2 separate regions of the Triticum aestivum genome follow, and region 2 is linked to region 1. The links are chromatin contacts, called in public Hi-C maps. All regions are on one chromosome and are shown on one strand. The core of a region is the stretch at or near the end of the contact, and the rest is flanking DNA. Distances in the headings are between cores, read along the strand shown. Region 1 holds the start of LOC123119853 (probable bifunctional methylthioribulose-1-phosphate dehydratase/enolase-phosphatase E1). Region 2 holds the start of LOC123119854 (callose synthase 7).

Region 1 (5,419 bases), core at 268-2,767:
AGCAGCAGTTGACATCACTCAGCTCGTCAGTCACTGGCAATGCAAACCCTAGAAGGCAGCCTCTCAGCAAGTGAGGATGCTGCTACTGAAACGGCAACAACAACGGTGAGATTTAATTACGAAGCCCTAGGGGGGCGTGTAGTTACTCACTGGTGCATTCTTTCGTCTCATGTACATCCGCCTGGCAACGAATGCAACCCAAGGTGAGGTGTTATTATCGTTAGTCAGGTCGTTGCTGTGGAATGCGCAGTCGAAATGGATATTGACTAATACCGAAACTACCATTCCTTAAATAAAACCAGTGAGATTCCTTAAATTGAGTTTGACGGTGTATGTGATAGCATCTACTATACCAAGAATATCAATGAACCCCATTCCTGCAATTGCTCAGGATACCCTCTTTTAGCTGTCAGGTCTATTTCTTAGTTCCAGATCCCTCTTGCTAGCTGAATAAAAGAATTAGTAGATCTGTTCACACGGCATTGCTCCGTCAAGCTTTCATTTGTATTAGAAAAAAAGAACGTCACAATGGTACAAAAGCTACACAGTCACTGTAGGTGGTGCGACCAAAAAGAGCAAAACCCAACTCTAAACTAACACCCTAAAAGGTAAAAACATAACCTTCTCAAATACTAATGCAATTTGTCCTACCAAATAGCAACCTAACCTTCCAAATGCCAAAGTCCAGCCAAGCTGATCAGCTATGTTATGTAGTTGACTTGCCTTGCCTTGCCTTGCACAAGAGCTATAACGTCAACTATGTCTAACAGGCTCGAGTACCACCAATCCCGTCATTAAACTACACACGCTAGCGGATAATTCTAGAAATCAGTTTTCAGTTAGCCATTTCACCAATGTGGACAATCATTGCAAGCTAGTAGCTGGGCAAACAATTAAGTGACGATAAGAAAGAAGATGGGTGGAAGGATCGCACGCCCACACTCGTCAAAAGTGCAATTCACCCAGCAAGCGCAACCTCGATTGAAAGGCCCCTTACCGACAGTAGATTCGCAACCCAGTTTGACAATTCATCGAACGGGATCGGCGCGTTGGGTGCGAGCCGGGAGAGCGGAAGCAGGGAACAGAAGTGGCGAGCGCATGAGTTAGTTACCGGACGGGGACATGACGATGAGCTGCTGCGCGAGGGGCACGGCGGGGTCGTTGGCCTTGACGGTGATGCTGCCGCCGGTGCCGGTGACCCACCCCTGCAGGTAGAAATGGCGGCAGAGCTCCGCCACCAGCTCGCGCGCCTCCCACACAGCGGCGCCCGCCAGGTACGCCTCCGAGGCCATCGCCTCCGCCGCCGCAGACTCTGCACCACCGGTCGACATGGCTCCCGTGTCGCTCTCTTCTCCTCCTCTCGAGAGTGGGGACTATGGACTCGAGTGGCGTGCTTCTGTGTGACGGAGTGTTTGGTCTTACTTATGCTCCGACAATCGGCGGCTCGATTAGTGCCTTCCGTTACTCTGATTAGCAGGAAACTGGGTTTCTATTGATTTTTATTCTATATCGATGAGATGCGTTTCTGGTGGTTCACGGGACGAGAATAATCGGGGAGGGGAATACTTGTCATCAGTACTCTGATTTTCTCGCGCACCCACTTTGCGGTTGTGTTCGTCGCGGAAGGGGCTAGCATGTCAGTGGGTAAAACTTGGCAGGTAAGGAAAATTCCGGTAAATCTGGACGGGACAGTCCTGGGAACTTAAATCTGCTTTGGAGTTCGGACCGGGGCTCGTGGCAGGTGAGGTCGGGCGGCATATTTCGTGATGGTCACCAAACATTTTATTTTATTTTCTTTTATTATTAGGGTATCTTCAAAGCCGACCCAAACCGCCCATAACTATTCGAACCGCATTAATTTCGTCAAGTGTCCGATCACGCAAATCCAATGCCCAGCCCCCATCGTTGCGGCCACCTGCGAGACGCTGAACTACCAGGTCACGGCCTCTCCATTGCTTACCTCGGACTGCCTTTGTCCACGAGAACGGTACTCTCATCCACCCTCATGCCCATGGTCGACAAGATTGCCAAGAAGCTTCCCACTGGGCGAACATCGCTGCTATCCCGAGGCAAGCGGCTGGCGCTTGTTCGGCACGTCCTATGTGTCATGCATGTTCACTTGTTACTCGCCATGGCCCTCAACCCCCCTCCACAAGTTGATCACGCACATCATTCATGATTTCCTGTGGCATGGACGCAAGGAGACACGCACCGGGAACTGCTCAGTGAGTTGGGCTCGGGTGTGCCGGCCCTTGGAGTTGGGCGGCCTCGGCATACGCGATCTCCAGTTGGCCGTGGTCGCCCTGCGTGTGCACGGGATGTGGCTGCAGGCGGCCATGGAGACACCTACCCCCTCCCTCTGACCTTGAGGTCAAGCAGATTTTCTACTCTGAGGCCGCTTGGACTTTGGGTGACGGCCAGACTTGCAGGTTTTGGACGAATCCATGGCTTGATGGTTCCTCCATAGACGAACTTGCCCCGCCTAGGATGGAATTGTCGCCTGGCCTATGAACATGCATTCCCGTGCCTCGTCTATTTTTCGACAAGGTTAAAGCACCTGTCGTCCGCAGATCAACGATCTAGTTCAGCTTCTCAAGGCACAATTTTGACGATGAACTAAGCTTACGTCGAGCTTCTTCGTCATATCATTTCACCTTGAACGACAAGATTGATTCCAAGTTGTGTCCTATATGTATTTACATTGACCTTCTACTTCATCATATCTTTCACTTGATCATGTCACCTTGCTATTATCTCGTTATGAAGCCCCTTTGATAATTTGTGTTGTCATCAACAACATCCTTGCCTTCATTTTGGTTATACCTTGGGTTCCTTGTTATTCCTGGATTTGTCCCTTGAGTATTTCTTGTGATCTTCAGATCCAATCTTTACTTGAAACACTGTAGTATTGCTACCTTGAAGCATGACTGTGATACTCCGAATATCAACAAGAACATTGGAAAGCGAAATGTTAAATGTTTCTTGATAAATTATCCAAACACCATTATATGGGTAAGCATCATGATTCTCCTTGCTCCTTTTATCTAAAGTTTTATGTACTTGTTGTCCTATCATATAAATCATGTTCTGCTTGTCCTTGGGAAGGATATGCTCCCAATACTTTTGTATAAACGCATTTTCCTTTTAATTGGTTTGTTTAACATTTCTTGTGATTTATATGATCCAAGCACTAACAATTCCCTGCTTATGAAACACATCGGTGTACAATTATGTCAGTAAGACCCTGTTAATATTGTTGATGACATTCCGATAACCACCGGTGGACAAGAACTTTGTCTATTGGTCTGCCTCATTTTAACGAGCAGGAGAATGGTTCTCTTCGTCCCCCACCCTTGGCACAGACGTCATTGCCAACATAACTGACTGACTATTCTCTAACAAACATTGTATCGTGATCACACAAGATCCCACCACCCTTCTTATCCATCATGGTGGTATGATTGTTGATCACTTTGATTTTGATCATCCTACTTATTCAGAAATACTCGAGTCCCAAATACATACTAGTGTAGTATGCTTTGCCTTTCTGAAGCACTTGAGACTGTATATTCCAGTTGCTCATGTGACCGATTATCACTCTACCTCAAGCCTGCCATTTTCTGAATTCCTTACGGAAACCCTCTCATTAAATATGAAGTTTCACGTAAATGGCTATGTGATCCTTGTATCTGAAATTACCCTTGCACTTGGCTTCGTATGCATTTTTGTGAGCCACCTTCCTTGAAATGATCCATTCCGGTATCATCATTCTTCGACACTCTAAACCCATCTCACATCACAGCTGGTGAAGGAGCCGTCTGAATCCCGTCGGACCGGGAAGAGGAGGAGGTGCAGCGTTCACTCTGTTGCCTTCGGCGAGGGAGGCAATCCACTGCCGGTTGCGCTGTTATCTTTCACCCAGCGTCTGTGCGGGAGGGCCTCTGACCCCTTCTTCCTCGCTACCATACGTAGTGTGGGCAGATCCGGCCTCCCGCCGCACGCCTAGCCACATCCCGACGACCCTAAAGTATAACTTTCTTTGAAACCGTCATTGCTCTAGCTGCATGCAGATCTTTTTCGATTCTGTAGTCACTAGGTCTTGGTTCAAAGAGGAAAGAAGGGGGGTGGAGCATGAATCTAGGACGTGGTTGAGTGAGGAAACGAGGGAGGGAAAGTAGTATAGACTGGCTATCCTGTCGCTTTGTTGGTCGAAAAGGGAAAAAGGCGGTAACCTAGTACACACATCTGTAAGGAACCGATCTCTTTGTTGAAAAAGGAAAGAAACTGGGTGGTCGGGGAGTTTGTGCAGGACTAGATTTGCTGCCCTCACATAGGAAAAATGTTCAAAAAGAACAAATATGGGACCAACACAGATATGCTGCTTGGCAACATACTCTGCATCACCCATTTATACGTGTGGAGGCACATGGTGCTGGCATGTCCCATGTCCCATACAAATATTTTGTTGTTGTTCTTAATCTAAGAGTGCCACTGGAAAATTGAAGCAATGCCACTGTTAAAAGTAAATTACATTTTTAATGAATGTTATTTTAAGAGAATGTCTATGTTAATATGAATCAATGCAACCGTTTTAGAAATGCTACTGTCCTACTTTGTTTTCCATCAAGATAAGGTAGATGCTTCTTTTTGTGGCCATATGATTCATCCTCCTTTATTGGCTAGTAATTGTTTCCTTTTTTACCTCTGTGAAAACATGGATATCTATTCAACTCGTTGCTATTGCGACCTTTTGCTTCACTACGCAAAGCACTTTTTTTAAGAGTGTTTTGTGTAGTTCAACTTAAATGTCAGACCGGTAACTTTGCTTTTATTTAGTTGAACTACACAAAACGAGATTGGATTTCCTATTCGTGTTGGCAGATTCATATTTGATCTTGTTTGCCTCATGAAAGGTCAGTAACGGCCTTCATCCACATGATTGTGTAGTGTGCTTTGAGATGTTGTGCTACTTGTATTGGTACTGTTTTAAATAAATGTAGAATTGAAGCCGTTGTATTGCTGTCTTTTCCCATTAAGTGAACAAAAATGGGACCAACCCATACATGATGTTTGTTTCTTTGTTACAACAAACTCTGCATCACCCCCTTTATAAGTCGATGGGAGCACATGGTGCTGTTGCACTCACTCTCCCCTGCAACTGTTTATGCTTTTTGTTAATCTAATGCCATTGGTAAAATTAAGCAATGCCACTCTTAGAATTAACTACTGAATCTTAGTTCAAAACTGCAACACTTCTTACGGATCAGCGGGAGTACCATTTCTGTTAGGGATCGGCGGGAGTACATGTTTAACAAATGTATTATTGAGATAATGCCTGTGTTGTTATATATCAGTTACAGTGTTTTACAAATGGTACTATCCTGCTTTGTAGTTCTTTCTACATATTTAACCAAGGTAT
Region 2 (5,955 bases), core at 1,962-4,461, 160 kb after region 1:
TACCAAACTCACCGGTATGCTGAATCGTCTTATCTCTTGCATATCGGTTAGGCTTCTCATATTGTATGATCACATCTGTGGAGTTTTCAAAAGAGAGAAGGAGGGGGACGTGATCGGAACCAATCCGAGTAATCGCCCGGAGCGACGCTAGGGGGCAACGAATGTCCCACTCAGGTGATGCGAAGACCCGGTCAAGGACCGACCGGGTTGGGTCAGCGTGGCGATTGGTCCAGGTAAACCTGGCACCGACTCTATCTAGCTCGCGGAGTCCCATGTCCGCGATGTAGTCGTTGAACATTTGCATCCGGGGGAAGTTGATCAAGTTATTGCTCTTATCCTCCTCCGACGGGATGGGGTTAAAGTCGCCGCCCACCCCGACCGGTAGCTGGGCGGCCGCGACCTTCGCGCGGAGCTCGGCAAGGAAGTCCTCAGAGCGGCTATGATCTGCAGGTCCGTAGACGGCAATGATCTCCCACTTGAAGTTGAGAGCCCGCTCAAAGATCTCCATGCTGCGAAGAACTCGCCCCGGTCCATGCTTCCTACCTCAAAGGTGGCATCCTTGACTCCTAGAAGGATGCCACCCGAGTGGCCTGCGCTCCCACTAGAAGGGAGCCAGTGCCAAGCAAAAAAGTCGGAACTCAAATGCTCGAGTTCCGAGAGTGAGAATTCGGAGAATTCGGTGCGCATCGTTTCTTGAATGGCCACAATGTCTATTCGCTCGTTACGCAGGTATTCGATCAATTGGCGGCGCCGACCATCTTGACCGAAGCCGCGGATGTTCCAGAAGTGGGTTCGCATCACGAGATCATGGGGGGCTGCTTGACCCCAGGACTCGGGATGCGCTCTGTGCGCGGAAGGCTGCGGTGCGAGAGCGAGTGCGTCCCCGGATCTTAGCCGGGTCAGCCACTGCACGAGGCTGGGTGCCCACGGAGGCATCGGCAGCGGTGCCGGAGGCGGCCTGAAGGCGTGCACGGGTCTCGGCAAGGCGCCCATCAAGGATCTCTCGAGCACGGATCACTTCAATTTGGACTAACGGGGATTCTATTTCACCTCTGAACATGATGGCCGAATCTGCTGCCACCTTTGCGAGGTGGCCTAACGGTGCCGACTCGAGAGCAGAGAACGAGCAAGTAGCGGGGGTAGCTGGGATGGGAGGAGTACCTGGCTCGAGGTTCCGGGCAGCTGCCCGGAGCTCCGCCCGCTCTGGAATAGGCAGAGCTGGGCTGCCCTCCGGTCTGGCCGCCTCGATCCTGGCACTGCAGCGCGAGGACGTCACCGGAGTCGAGGTCGATCTGCCCCGCCTGGAGTGGGCCGCGGTCCGAGGGGGGAGTGGTGGGGGGGGGTGGGGGGGGGGGGCGGGCGGCCACTGGAGTGGTCACCACCGCCAACGCCCCGCCGGACGCGGTGCACGAGGTGGCCAGGAGCAGGGCCGGTGGAGAAGTGATCGGGCCGGTGGAGAAGCGATCTGGATCATGGTGGAGGCGAGCGGAATCGGGGCCATGTCGGCGCCTGGGAGGGAATCGGGCTCCTCCAGGTCCGGCAGGACCGGCTCGTCGAGAGGGGCCGCAGGAGGTCGGTCCGAGGCCACCCCCACCACCTCAGAGGTCGCAGCCGCCGTGGGAGGGAGCTGGGGTGCTGGGGTCGAGTCGCCCACGGTGGAGACGGCCGCGAGGATGCCGGGAGGGACTCCGGGGGAGTGGGGGCACGACGCCGGGAAAACCTGGAGGCTCGCGTCGGACGCGCACTGCCGTCGGCGGGCGGCGGCGGTGCCGAGGAGTGGGAGCGGCCAGTCCTGGCGCCACCCCTAGCTGATGGAGCGGCGCCGTTACCGCGGCCGAGTCCCCTCTTCTTCTTCTTCTTTGCCCCCTGCCGGCCTCGGCCAGCCCCATTGGTGTTGGGAGGGAAAGCTGGTTCGCCTCGTGGGGGCTGGTACCGGCGGGAGGTGGCATTGGGAGCTGGCTGCTGCTGCTGTTGGGGACGTGGAGGAGAGCGCGAGCGACCCCCGCGGACTGGGGAGTGGCTACTGTCTCGGCGACGCTGCGGAGAAGGAGAGCGGCGGCGCTGGCTCCTCCATTCCGCAGTAGGAGCAGGCGAGCGGGACCGGGAGCGGCCCCGGCGGTCAGCCCGACCCGGCGAGCGGCACGGAGGGGAGCGGCGGTCGGAGCGCGGCGGGGATCGCCGGCCGTCCCGTGTCGAAAGCTGCCGGCAAAGGTCGTCTTCGCGGCGCACTGCGTCGGGGGAAGGGCGCGCGGCGTCCCGGCGGTCATCGGCGCGACGCTTGGGGCGGGTCTCCTCGTCATCCCACTCGTGGGGCATAGGCGCGGGCTCAGATGGCGCGGCCGCAGATGGAGGCGGCGCACAGAGCAAGCGGGGCGGGGTGGCGGCGGGGAAGGAGGATGGAGCGACGGCTAGGGTCTCTGGAGCGGGTACTCGAACCCGATGCGATGAGGGGGGCCTAGGGAAGCCGGCAGGAGGCCATATCGATCGGCCCATCGGGATGGCCGGCCCACGCGAGGCCACGGGCGGGGAGGGCCTGCTCGTGCTAGGCGCGGCCCACAGGCCCGCAACGGGCCCAGGCCTCGGCCGGTCCGACTGGGTGCAGCCCAGCCAGCAGGGCAGGGAGGTGGCTGCGAGGGTTTCCCCTCCCGCCGCCACCGCCGCCGCGGCCGGCGCCGGCGCCAGGGACGAGGAGGGATCGAGCCAGGGGCGTCGGGGTGCGAGGCGGGGCGAGAAGCGGAGGGCAGAGGAGCCGAAAGCCGCTATGAATGGCCTGATGGGAGACCGGCGCAGGAGAACCGGAGAGTACGTCGGAGCAGTGACCGGACGGCGCGGCGAGGCTCCGGACAAGTTGGCGATGGCAGCGGAGGCGGCGGAGCGCCACGAGACGCGGGCACTCCCTTGGTCGGACCGCCCAGCGACACCCCACACCGGAGCGCGGCGGCGGCGAGCGGTCCGAGAGCCCAAGGCGGCCTTTTGGCCAGGCGTCGGCGGGGGAGCCGCCGCAGCGCGCCGGCGCGACCGCGAGAGAGGGCCCGAGCTGCCACGCCGAGGTGGCTGCTCGCTCTCCACGCTGGTCACCCCCAGACGAGCCGCGGGTTCCTGGCGCACGATCGGCCGGCCGGCGGCCTCGTCGTCTGCCTCAGCGAGGTCGGCCCAGCGCAGCACCGCGGCCAGCGCGGGGGCCGGGGGGGGGGGGGGGGGGGGCGTTCGAGGACGGGGCGGCCGCGAGGAAGAGCTCCGGCAGCGGGGAAGCCGGCGGCAGGGGCGCGGGCGGCGAGTCGCCCTCCGGGCCGCGGGAGCAGCTGGCTTCCTCCATCCTCCTCCTTCTTTCCGGTATTCACTAGCTGCACAATTTTCATACCCATACAAACATAAGATTGTGAACAACTATTTGCTGAGCAAACACTTAACTTCAAGGTCCTCAACCGCAAACCACCTAAATCTCAAACTGACATTGGTTCATTGCATGCTTAGTTTGTATCATGAACCAGTTTGTTGCTAGGCTGGCAGTTCTAGTGTCCATCTAGGTCTTACCTTCTCGGTTCCTTTCTCGTATATTGTTACGTCAAGCAGTGCATGCTATTCTGATATGAAACAGGATTTACCATGCATGTTGTACCAAGGTCGCAGATATGCCTACAAGAAAGTTCAAAGAATGGATCCATCATCCATCCAACGTGGGGTTCGGCAGTTCAAAACATACATGTCACTTAAGCTAGATCAGGTAACCATGTATCTGAACTTATGATGTTGCTACTACCCTTTCCTCACTGTGGCTGAAATCTTAGCATCACGCTTGTCAGAATTTTATCAACAATAAAAAAACTTACTGCATTTTTTTGTAGCTTATTCATGTTCTGGCCAAAATGGGAATCCATTGTCTGTTAACTCTTGTTTTAGTTTTCTTCTTAACCTAACACCATGCTAGTCTTCTTCTCTAATGCATATTTATGATATACATTTGTATTAGCTGTTTCTTAGCCTCACAAATGGGAGTAGACTGTGAGCTCCTCACAAAGGAGAGTAGACTGTGAGCTCATTTCAGGAGTCTGACTCATATGAGATATAGTATGTCCTTGCATTCTTTCATTCAGTTCGATATAAGAAAAGTGAATAAGTGATGCTGGACGTCTGATGTCTGAAGCAGACATGACCGTGTTGTGACTATGCTTGCAAACTTGCTTTACTGTGACTAAACTTACCTCTTTTTTTCTCCTTTTGAGACCTACCTTCTTTGTCATCTTCTCTTCAGTGGTGAATACCTGACACTATTCTATGTTTGACAGGATGACACGCAATTTCCTTTAAATGATTCAAAGGAGATCCAACGATTTTATAAGTACTACTGTGAAAATTTGAGCAGAACTTCTGAAAAACAGAACTTGTAAGACATAATACACTCATAATCAATTTCGTTTGTGGTGAACTGCTTTAATCACCTTCTTTTTTGTGTTGAAAACTCAGTGAGGAATTGGCTAGATATTACCAAGTGGCATCTGCTCTTTATGAAGTGTTAAGAGATGTAACAAACAACAAGGTTGATTCTGAGGTACTCCATTTTACATAAAATTGCTTTACATAAGTTTTCGTTCACCTGTTCCCTTGGTGAGCTTCTTCAACACCGTCTCCCAAACTTTGTTTTGTAGGTGATGAAACGTGCTAAAGTAGTAGAGGAAAAGAGTGCTCATTTCAAGAGTTACAAGTACAACATAGTCCCCCTCAATTTTCCTGGTTCTGCCGAACCAGTTGTGGAACTCCCGGAGGTTAGTTATAATTCCTAGTACTTATGTTTGCTCCTCCCACTCTTTCTACTTGTTTATGAAAATCTGCAGCAAGTTATGATCCTATTTGTGCTGTAAATGGTGTAGATAAAAAGTGCTATGGATGCAATACGTAACATAGACGGTCTTCCAAAGCCACACATGTCTTCAATGCACAGGGAAGGAAAATCTATCTGGGATTTACTTGACTGGCTTTCGCTAGCATTTGGATTTCAGGTAAATGATTGCTTTCCCAATTATGTTCTGATATTGTATCTGAGGTGATGGAATGTCATCCCGTCCAGTCTTACCGGTTCTCATGGTATTATGCTTGACAAACATATTTAATGTTGTGCTACATGCTTCCTTTTGTAGAAATCGAATGTGGAAAATCAGAGAGAAAATATGGTGTTACTGCTTGCAAATATTAGCACAAGGACCTCAGGACAGGAAGGGCATCCTTTGGTAAGATATATGTGTTGAAGTGTATATGTGGATTGCCTAGCCCTTTCCATCAGTTTGGACTCTTGGTTGCGTTGGCTAGCGCATGAAGCTTAACATAGTATGAGAGCTAAGGTCTTGAGTTCAAGTCCCCTTTGTGTCCACTTATACGCCTTTTGAGCCATACCTCCGAGTCTATCCACGTGTTGACTTCCCGTGTCACATCTGAGAGGGGTGTTGAAGTGTATATGTGGATTGCCTAGCCCTTTCCATCAGTTCAGACTTTTGGTTGCGTTGGCTAGTACATGAAGCTTAACATTATATCAGAACCTAAGGTCTTAAGTTCAAGTCCCGGCTTTCGCAATTTATCTAAAAATTGCTGCTGCCCCCCTTTGTTTCCACGTATAGGTCTCTTGAGCCATACCTCTGAGTCTATCCATGTGTTGGCTTCCCGTGTCACACGTGAAAGGGGGTGTTGAAGTGTATATGTGGATTGCCTAGCCCTTTCCATCAGTTCGGACTTTTGGTTGCATTGGCTAGTGCATCTTAACAATATGTTCCCTGTAGGTTTTGTCACAACCATTTTATCTTCTATTTTAAACTTGCCTATGCGTTGCTCAACAAAATCTTTTGCTATGGACTTATAATGTAAAAAATTGACACTGAGCTGGCATGGAATTTCAGGTCAACACTGTGAATGATTTGTGGGAGAAAATATTTGGAAATTATGAATCATGGTGTCGCTATTTGCATG

What was found. Hi-C and Micro-C count contacts between places; a contact is called where the count stands out from the background.
Region 2: a Hi-C map of leaf shows a contact between it and region 1, with 4 times the contacts expected there. The contact joins the promoter of LOC123119854 here to the promoter of LOC123119853 in region 1. A contact is called at or near these places in 4 of 5 Hi-C or Micro-C datasets (leaf and an unstated tissue).

Annotation. Positions count from the first base shown.
Region 1 is chr5D:125,818,468-125,823,886 of IWGSC CS RefSeq v2.1, forward strand. LOC123119853 (probable bifunctional methylthioribulose-1-phosphate dehydratase/enolase-phosphatase E1) reads right to left here and starts at 1,518. Exons shown (of 12, transcript XM_044539796.1): 1 at 1,112-1,518. The coding sequence starts at 1,331.
Region 2 is chr5D:125,978,645-125,984,599 of IWGSC CS RefSeq v2.1, forward strand. It overlaps LOC123119854 (callose synthase 7), which reads left to right and starts at 3,212. Exons shown (of 42, transcript XM_044539798.1): 1 at 3,212-3,333; 2 at 3,599-3,724; 3 at 4,287-4,384; 4 at 4,465-4,549; 5 at 4,647-4,763; 6 at 4,869-4,997; 7 at 5,136-5,225; 8 at 5,886-5,955. The coding sequence starts at 3,611. It overlaps LOC123119855 (serine/arginine repetitive matrix protein 1), which reads right to left and starts at 3,351. Exons shown (of 2, transcript XM_044539799.1): 1 at 1,162-3,351. The coding sequence starts at 2,493. The coding sequence ends at 1,471.